2 separate regions of the Mus musculus genome follow, and region 1 is linked to region 2. A link is a contact called in public HiChIP or PLAC-seq data. All regions are on one chromosome and are shown on one strand. Each heading gives the region's core, a stretch centred on a gene start, on an enhancer-like site or on the middle of the called end of the contact. The rest is flanking DNA. Distances are from core to core; before and after follow the strand shown.

The links. HiChIP or PLAC-seq counts read pairs in DNA pulled down with a chosen protein or histone mark.
Region 1: an H3K4me3 HiChIP or PLAC-seq map of embryonic stem cells shows a contact between it and region 2, with 13 read pairs. The contact joins the enhancer-like site here to the promoter of Ribc2 in region 2. A contact is called at or near these places in 13 of 39 promoter capture datasets (the 3T3-L1 cell line, 3T3-L1-derived adipocytes, the C10 cell line and 8 more), 5 of 484 Hi-C or Micro-C datasets (the AtT-20 cell line, the C3H10T1/2 cell line, embryonic retina and 2 more), 9 of 115 datasets of contacts at active chromatin or transcription factors (astrocytes, craniofacial prominence, embryonic basal ganglia and 6 more) and 1 of 9 other capture datasets (adipose tissue).

What each region holds. Positions count from the first base shown.
Region 1 is chr15:85,566,572-85,571,669 of GRCm38.p6, reverse strand. All of the region lies in intron 1 of Wnt7b (wingless-type MMTV integration site family, member 7B), which reads left to right. Among named protein-coding and RNA genes, the nearest start is that of AU022754, 12 kb to the left of the region's middle. Within about 2 kb of position 3,064, at least 54 of the 459 cell types and tissues checked have an H3K27ac peak or open chromatin away from gene starts, as enhancers often do. A contact at or near this core is called in embryonic stem cells and neural stem cells, where this site is marked.
Region 2 is chr15:85,129,484-85,133,933 of GRCm38.p6, reverse strand. Ribc2 (RIB43A domain with coiled-coils 2) reads right to left here and starts at 1,835. Exons shown (of 7, transcript NM_026357.2): 1 at 1,554-1,835; 2 at 976-1,057. The coding sequence starts at 1,667. It overlaps Smc1b (structural maintenance of chromosomes 1B), which reads left to right and starts at 1,977. Exons shown (of 25, transcript NM_080470.1): 1 at 1,977-2,105; 2 at 4,075-4,263. The coding sequence starts at 1,997.

The DNA.
Region 1 (5,098 bases), core at 1,815-4,314, 440 kb before region 2:
TGTCTTGTGAACCTGGTATGCACAGCCTGTCTGGAGTCTACTGTTGAGTCTCTTTCCTCCCTGGCTGCTGTCACAGGGGCTAAACCAAGCCACCTTAGCATAGGACCCTGAGGGTGGGGAGACCAGGGCTAGGTGTGTCCAAGGTCAGAGTGTCTGAGACTGGATTTGAACCCAGGTCTGTAGGGCTCTGAGGTTCATGGTGCCTCCCAGCCTCTAACTAATACGGTTGCCTCTCTCACATTCGGTACAGTTTATAAGGGTTGAGAACCCAACTAGGGCAGTAGGTTGCAATTGGTCCATGGACCAGGAGATCCCAGGCCCTGAGCACAGGCTTCCTCTACAGCTTGGGTGCTAGTTTTTGCTTTAGTTCTGGGGATAGAGATGTGATGCTCTTGTAGGATGTAGATGTCGCTGCCTGGCTTGGCACTGCTCTAACAGCTCTGAGGCCAGCTTTAACAGGGAGAAAGGTAGGTAGATAGGTAGGTAGGTAGGTCTGGCCAGCCACCTTGTGACCTGTATGGAGGTTCAGTGTGTTCGTCATGATATACTCTTGGGTGCGGCTGGGCATGGACTTGAGGTATCCTTGGCTACTTGAGATCTTGGTTTTCCATCTGGGCGTGGCTCTAGAGCCCTTCTGGCAATTCCTACTGCGTTCACTTGACTCTTCACACTCCTTTAATTTACCTCAGCCTTTCCTGCCCACCTTCTTCCAAGTTCACACAGAACCCTGCAGCTCCCATAGCGGAGACCCTGACCTCCTGTTAGTAAGGATGACCCAGGGAAGGTTTTCCGGAGTAGGGTGACCCGAGATGCTTCAGAAGTCACCTCTATCAGTCTGAGGTTGAGGCAGAGACTGAGGGCTGGGCTGAGTCTGAACACCTTCTGGGAGGTTCACCTCTAGCAGGAAGTGCTGGGACTTTCCAAGAGCTGACCCTCCCCAGGAGCCAGATTTGTCAACCTGCTATCTCTGTGTTTCTGTGGTCAGGTAGACCAGGTTGGCCTGTGGGGAAAGGATGAATCTAAGCCACCGTAATGTTCCAGTAGACCGGAGTGCTGGAGTGGCCTTCTTGTGGACCAAGCAGGGCTGACATTCCCTTTGGTGACCCTGCCACAGGGTGGAGCACCAGATTAAGCCTGCCAGCTTCTCGGGGTGACCTTTTGAACCTTTGGATGGGCTTGAATGTACCATGGCCAAAGCACTGTGCAAAATGAGCGAGCCTGAGGTTGGTTGGGCAGGCAGGTGGTGTAGAGAGAGTGCTTGCCAGGGGCTCACAATTCTAGCTGCTATTTACCCTGTCACAGCTCTGGGACAGAGATGCATAGCATGAGGGACTCCAGGGACACAGCCCTGAAAATGCTCAGGAAGAATAGTGCTTAGATGTCTGTCCTCTTGCAGAGGGTGAGGTACAGGATAGATAGAGCTGGACAGCTTCCTTCCCTTCAGGCTGTGGCGCCTGTGGCGGCCATGCCTGAGGTTCTGCGTTTCCTTCCTGGCATGGTTGTGGTAGAGTATGTGACAATGACTCCACCTGAGGGAAGTCCTTTTGTGTGTGTGTGTGATAGCCCTGCTCCAGAGGCAACATAGGTTGGCGGCTTGTAGGTCAGTGATGCTTTCTGGACACCTCCCCCCCCCCCACACACACACAGACAGAGCAATGGGACAGGGTGTGTAGTCAGGGCTACAAGGCCAGACCCCTCTTCGCCTGTGCCTTCCAATGCGGGGACTCCTGTAGCAGGAAGGAACAGGGTAGCCACAGCTGCAGCGGGAAGGTATCAAGGAGGCAGAGACAAAGCCTTTGGTTTTATTGCTGCCAAGCTACTATTCAGCCTTGGACCAAACACAGCCCTTCTTTGAGCATCCTCTGGAAAATGGGAATAATGGGCTGCTAGCCAGGCTAGCCACTGGGATTGAGTGGCCCCCTTCCCAGGGCATTCATTCTGAGGCTGCTGACTGGGGAAGCCATCAAGGTCATGGGGAACATCCTAAGGTGAGGGATCATGGTACAGTCCCCAGGGGGCTTCTGACTCAGACAGGCCCCAGCTGTGATGACAAAAGATGTCAGGAATGGGCAGGCTCCTGGCTGAGGCTCACACTGCCCTGGGTGCTTGCTGTGTGGTCAGGCAGGCCCCACCCTCTCTAGGCTCTGTCTCCCACCTGATTCTGCATAAGAACTCAGCCCTGCCTTGAGGTCTGTCTGTAGAGAGATGGTGACTTGCTGTCCTCCATGTGTGGGACTTGGTCCCCAGACTCACAGCTCAGAACATACTCAGTATCCCAGGAAGTGCTGGCTCAGCCATCCAGTGTTTAGACTCCCAAACTGGCGGTAGGCCAGTGGGGCCTGCCAACTCCCTCCCACCGTTTACACCCACCTGTCCTTCTGTCCCTATGTCTCAGGTTGGTGTCTTGGCCAGCCATGCCTTCAGGGCACCTTGTATCACATAGGTTTTAAAGCAAGTGCCATGCTGGGCTTATGGGGGGGTCTCAGCACCAGTTGGGCTTCAGCCAGCCTCACAGCCTCGGGGGGGCCCTGGCATCTCTGAATGTGGCTGTCTCCATTTGTACTGTAGGAAGCAAAGAGTATGGGCCAGGGGAGCCACCTCAGCCTCTGTGCTGGGCCTGGCACACACACACACACACACACACACACACACACACACACACACACACGGTGTTTTCAAAGTGAGAACTGAGCAGGGTCAGACAGGCTTCTTGGAGGTGGAGGCACAGTGGACCCAGGAGTCCCATCTGACTGCTGGAGAGACAGGGTACCCTTCTGAGGGCAAAGACCTGATCCATTAAGGCCAGGACTTGGTATGTTATGTTGGGCCCTGCGTGCCAGGAAAGGCCCTGAAGTTTCTGAAGTCAGAGGTCAGTCAGTGAAATGACAGTGACCCCCATGAGGACTCAGTGAACCCATTAGCCCCCTTAAGCTCTTTGCCCATGTCGCCATGTGCCACTGGGTGGGCGTGGCTTTCCCATCTTCAACCACCCCAACCTACACAGGCTTCCTGCTCACCACCCCGCTTCTCCCAGACTGCCTTCTTTCTCTCCAGGGTGGGGTCCTGGGATGCCTGGCTGGAATGTTAGCTATGTGGAAGGGTGGGAAAGCCCTTAGCAGAATCTCTACTCTCTTGCCTGGGAACACCAGGAGCAGCTGAGGGGAGCAGTGGCTTGGAAAGATAGGAGCAAGTGGGGCCCAAGCTGGAGGGGAGGGACTGCCAACCATGGGCAGACTCTGTCCCCCACTACTGACAGATGGGTAGACTAAGGCCCAGATGGGTCAGAAAGAGTCAGAGACTTAGCAGAACTGGAACCTAGTTTCCACAGCCACGAAGACCCTCTTTGGGGGAGGGGGGTCTAGCCACAGGTACCCTGACTTTCGTCTCAGCCCCCTTGATATTCAAATGGGAAACTGAGGCCCAAGCAGGCCAGGGAGGGGTTTTGGAGGTGTATGAATTCCCAAGAAGAGGCCTAGAGTTGCCCACCCTCAGCCATCTGCAACCCCTGACTGCCTCCTTCTGGGTCTCTCTCTCAGTCTGTTTTCCCCTCTGTACATTTAGGCTTCAAGGTCCAACCCCAGAAACTGCTATAGGGATGAGTAGAACAAGCAGGAAGCTGAACTAAGTGTATGCTCTTTCAGCACTGTGGCGATGGGTGTAGACCATGTGCCAGGGCACGCTAAAGGGCTAGTTGGATGGCCAGGCTGGACCTGCCCCCTCTGCTACTCCCTCCAGGGCCTCACCTGGGTCCAGGTACTCACTATTGGGGTGGTGCTGCAGTGCCAGCACTTTGAGGTAGAAGCAGGAGGATCGGAAGCTCATGGTTATTCTTGACTTCTTAGTGCTTTTGAGGTTAGCCTGGGCTACATGAGACCCTGAAAGAAAGAAAAGGCAAAGAAGAGAGTAGAGGAGGGGAGAAGGGAAGGAGGGAAGGGAGAAGGGCCAAGGAACAAAACACAGCTTGGAGCTACATGCTCTGCCCAGGTTTCTGAGCTGGGGTTACCAGCCAGCAGAGGAAGACTGAAGGAGGACCAGAGGGAAGACAGGTAGCCTGAGGGCAGGGGCCTTGGCACCTGCTGTGTTCCGCCCTGACCAGTTCTGTTCCACAGACCTGCCAAAGGGACCTGCTGTGCTCAGTTCTGGCCTAGGTGAGCTCTCCTTGGTCAGTCTAATCAAATTCAGATTGTAGCTAATGTCTCTGTGTGTGTGTGGGTGTGTGAGTGGGTGGGAACTCTGATCTGGGGGCTCAGGCCAATCTGCACTGCGGAGACATTCCCAACCCCACTTACCTGGCAAGAACATCGAGGTTCCTCTAGTGCTGGCTCCCAACCAACCGCCCACCCCCACCCTAAGAGTGATCCAGAGCCTGGGAAGAGCGCCTGGGCCCCTCAGTGCCTGGAAAAGTCCCGGACACACCTGCCCACCGGAGGGAGAGCTCAGCCCACCCTCCGGGGGATTTGCTGGGTTACTTCCTGGATGAGTGGACCCAGGCCCGCCTTCCTGGCCGATCATAGATAATTAGAACATTCTTCAAATATTTTACCGGAGGATGCCCAAGAAGGAAGAATTACAAAGCACCCTGGGCCAGGAGTGTGGGCTGGAGTTGCTGGGCAGCTGGGTAGCTGTCTGGGCCAAGGCTGGGGGGCCCAGAGGGAAGCTTAGAGTAGCCTGACCCTACTTTCCAGAATGGGAACTGGGACAGGAGACCTAGTGACCTTGGTTACATTGCAATGGTGGGAAATCCTTGCCCTGGGGAGTCAGCATCAGGCAAAAAGGCAGAGCCTTTGGAGAGGACAGGGGTCCCACACTGAAGTCCAAGGGCTCCGAGCTGGCTGAGAGGTCGATACCTGTGAGGAGATGTGTCTGTCTGCAGAGGGAGCAGATCTGAAAGTCCAGCACAGCAGGAGCGAGAAGAGCGAGGCCTAATCCGGGGTAGGTAGAATGCAGCAAAGAAAGATGTTCAAGAGGCTTCAGCTGCAGCTGGGAGGGCTGGGAAAGGCCCTGGGGTGGGACAGGGCCAGTGCAGTGTAGACTGAGCTCTGGGCTAGGCCAGGCAGGAGCTGGAGCAGTTTAAGGGTGGTGGCACCAGAGGGCTAAG
Region 2 (4,450 bases), core at 586-3,085:
AATAAAACAAACAAACAAACAAACAAACAAACAAATGTTCAATCGCTTGTGAAATTGCTAACCAAGAAAGGAAAAGTGGATTGTGTTTGAAATTCTGATCGAGGACCTAGAACGCGACTTGAACCACGTAAATCCCCGGGTGGCTCAGAACTTCCCACTCAACGCTGCTTTTTCTTGGCAGGAAGAACACACTCATCCAGTTAACTGAGCACAGCAAAGTGGGAAATGTTAAAAGAAAGATGGTGGAGATGATAACTCTGTGTGCGAGTGCGTGCTTGTGCGTGTGAGCACACGTGTGTGCGTGTGTCTGTGTCTGTGTGCCAGCGCGTGTGTACGTGTGCGTATTATGCATGTATGCGTGCATGTGTGTGCATTCACGCATGCTCCAGCACACAAGTGTCACTTGATACCAACAGCTGTCCTCTGTAGAAGGTCGGCCTTGAGTTTTGAAGCAGAGAATGTGTACGTATGTATTTAAAGTCTTTCCTTTTTAGAGAGAAAGAAATTTTTTAAAGAAAACACAAAACGATGCTAATATTTTAAAGATGTATCTCCTAAGATGTACATTAAAAATTCAAGCTGCCGGGCAGTGGTGGCGCATGTCTTTAATCCCAGCACCTGGGAGGCAGAGGCAGGCGGATTTCTGAGTTCGAGGCCAGCCTGGTCTACAGAGTGAGTTCCAGGACAGCCAGGGCTGCACAGAGAAACCCTGTCTCAAAAAACCAAAAACCAAACCAGTAACTGCGATAACTGCTTCTTCTTGAGAGGAAGAATATGCTTATTAAGCTAACTGAGCACAAAAAGGCCATAAGAACAACTCTGTGTATGTGCTCATACGTGTGTGTGTGTGTGTGTGTGTGTGTGTGTGTGTGTGTGTCTGTTCTTCTCAGCTGTAAGAGGAAGACATGAGGCCCTAAGAGATAGCTGATATTTTAGAGGCCGTAAGAAATAGCTGGGCATTTTAGAAGTGCTCACCAAAGGCTTCATGCCTAGCTTTGTCAGTTATTTCTTTTATCTTCTGGTCACGGACTTGAAAATCCCAGGCTTGTGTGTCTCCCTAGGAATGGACAAGGGAAGAGGGGTTAGAGCCAGCTAGCATTATTCAGTAGGCCACGAACCCTCTCATCTGGCCACAGCATTAAAGGTTCCCTTCCCATACGTGGAAGCCTTTGCTTATGGCTGGGTCTTCTGCCTGCGCTGTCAGCTGTCACCAGAGCTTCCTTCATTTCCTATATACACACACTCCCAACATTGTTTAAGTACCACTACTCTGTGAAGCCCTCTCTGATTTCCCCTCCAGGCTCCAGTCAGTGCTGGTGTAGATCCCACCACATTTTCTGTGTTTTAAAGTCTGCCTATTTCACTACTGCAAGGTCACCCACCTCCTGGACCTTACTCAAGCTAGCCAGAGCATTTGTCACCTGCAAGGAAGCAAATGCCTCGCTCCCAGAACTGGCTCCTGCTGGTAAGGTAAGGATTTCCAAATCTAGACAGCCAAACTTTGCTTCCATATAAAGTCTTGGCTCCTCTCTGTCCCGTCCCTAGTGCCTCACCCCAATGATCCTGTTCCTGGCGTCGAAGATCCGTCCCTGCCTGCACAGGTCAATGTACCGCTTCTTGGCTAGGTTGGCCTCCTGTTGTAGGTCCTTAGACATCGCTACCTCCATGGCTCTGGGACTCGGCTGGGCTTCAGGAGCTATCCGGAAAAAAAAAACACGGCAAGAAAAGCCCACAGAAATAAGCAAAGCTACAGCGCCGAGAAGCAGCGCCCACAAAAGTTTGAGAGCAAGTCTGTCCCGGCGGTCCGCTTTCCGCAGCGGAGCAGGGATCCAATTCCCCGGGCAACGCCAACCTCCGTTGCTAAGCAACGGCGCCTCGCTCGCTCTCCTTCCCCCGCGCCAGTCTCGCGAGACTTCGAAAAGAATTTCTTCCCGCGCTTTTTTTTTTTTTTTCCTCACGGGAGCACGAGGAAGCGGCTGAGGCACGGCGCGCAGCCATGGGGCACCTTGAGCTGCTGCTCGTGGAGAATTTCAAGTCGTGGCGAGGCCGCCAGGTCATCGGCCCTTTCAAGAGGTTCACCTGCATCATTGGCCCCAACGGCTCCGGTAACCAGCGCCCCAGAAATCCACGGCCTCGGGATCCACGGGCCGCTGTCGCCCGCTGTAGACCCGAGGGGACCCAGGGACCCACTCTCGGCTCTTGTTAACCTGAGGGGACCGAGCCACCCCCCAGCCCCCGTTGTCGCCTCCTGTGGGTCTGCCGGGACCGAAACCACAAACCCCAACTCCGTTGTGACTGTTGTAGTCCCGAGGGGACCCAGGACCCCTGTAGACCTTAGGGCACCCAGGGTCCCATGTTAGACCAAGGGCCCTCACTGTTGGCCTGAGGAAAGCCAGGGTCAGCCATTGCCCATTGCTGGCCTGAGGAGACGGAGGCACCCCAGGGCCCCCCCCCAACCCCCACGCTGTTGCCCCGACTCCACTGTTGACGGCTGTAGGCCCAAGGGAACCCAAGGACCGGCTGTCACCTTGAATCCCCCACCCCATCCTTGGTTGGCCTGAGGGGATGGAGCCACCCCAGTCCCCTGCTGTTGACTGCTGTAGGCCTGAGGGGACCCACGCCCCCCCCCCCCCCCCCGTTGGTCTGAAGGAACCAAGCCCCTTCGGCAGCCCAGCTCATCTATCTGTAACCCTCCCCCACCTCCCTATCTGAGGGGATCCAGGGACCTCTGAACCGCCCCCCCCCCCGTTGTTGGGGGACGAGAACCCACCATCAAACCCACCCCCCTCTCCCCTTTACCCACTGTAGACCAGAATGGGACCCAGGAGACCACTGGCCTGAGGTTTCAGTGTTTCCCAATGGACTAGACCCAAGAGCCCCGAATCCTGGGCCACCAACCCTTGCTGGCTGTTCTCATCCTTCCCCTGCCTTCCTTCCCTGTAGTCCCATCTCCGTCCCCAACCCCCATCTCAGCCCAACAACCGCAAGTACTAAGAATGAAATGGATTTGGCCTTTGTTGGAACAAAACAAAACACTTGTAACCCGAGCATAGTTAATAGGAAGAATTAAAGGGAATTTTAGAGCCCCAACGATAATTTCTAGAATAGTTTTCCTAAATCAGTCACTGCAGATGTCTGCAGTCTGAGCACTTAAAAGTTTTATAGTTTTGATAGAACAGACTCATCTTTAATATTCCTTATATAGCAAATCTACCACTGGGTGAAGATCTCATTGGGTGAAGATCTCCTTGTGGTTTAATGATTTGCTAGGAGATCCTTCAGTGTTTGACATATTGTTTACTCGGGGGTGATTATGCATTACAGTTGAGAAGTCCAAAGCAAACTCAGCAGTGGGAAAAGATAAATTCCTTCAGCAGTATGTTCTCATGTTGAAATATCACCTATCAAAGGTCTCATGGACTCAGTGCACAGGGAGATGGCACATGCCAAAATTCCAGACTCCTGGAAGGAAGCACATATTTAATTCTAGTCATGCCTTGCCAAGTTTAAGCACCATGAGCCATTATTACCAAGAAATTGTAGAACCCTTGCCCTGATCCAAGTATAAAAATCCTGAAGATTCTAGCAGTCTTATTCTTTAGAAGATTGTAGATTCATTTAGCGTTTTCAATTTTTTAAGTATAGAGGTATAGTGTGCTGTTGAAATGTTTATGCGATCATTTCTCTATAAAATGGGAATTACTAAAATAGAGTTGTTAAATGGTTTGCTCTAGTGTGATATCCAGTAATGGGAGAGTGCTGAGATTCATGTTTGTTTTAATTTTATTCACTTAATTCATTTTTGATTCATGTATTTATATCCTTACATTCATTAATTCATTTTTGATTCATGTATTTATATCCTTACATTCATACCACTCTGCCCCAGCTACATGAAAGAAACAGACCACCTACTTGGACTTTTAATCACATCAATTTTGAACAGTGACCAGACAAGATTTCTGAGACTTGCATATTGGTTATATTTCACTTCTATTGGTAGTTTGATTTCTTTGGCTCTGAGAAGGTTTTCAGTCATTAAGAATGAATCTTTAAAACTCTTTTCTTCTCCAGGAAAATCTAATGTAATGGATGCACTTAGTTTTGTAATGGGAGAAAAGACAACTAATTTAAGAGTAAAAAACATTCAAGAACTTATTCATGGAGCACATACTGGAAAACCTGTTTCTTCTTCTGCAAGTGTGACAATTATATACATAGAGGACAGTGGAGAAGAGAAAACATTCACAAGGATTATCCGAGGTAGAGAGAGAGGGGTGTGTGTGTGTGTAAATTATAGTTCAGGGTCTGATCGCCTGCTCACTCTTTGAAGTCTGGGACTTACTAATCACTGGTATAGTGAGTACAAGATTTCTTTCTTTCTTTCTTTCTTTCCTTCTTTCTTTCTTTCTCCCCCCCCCCCGCCCCCCCAGACAGGGTTTCTCTGTGT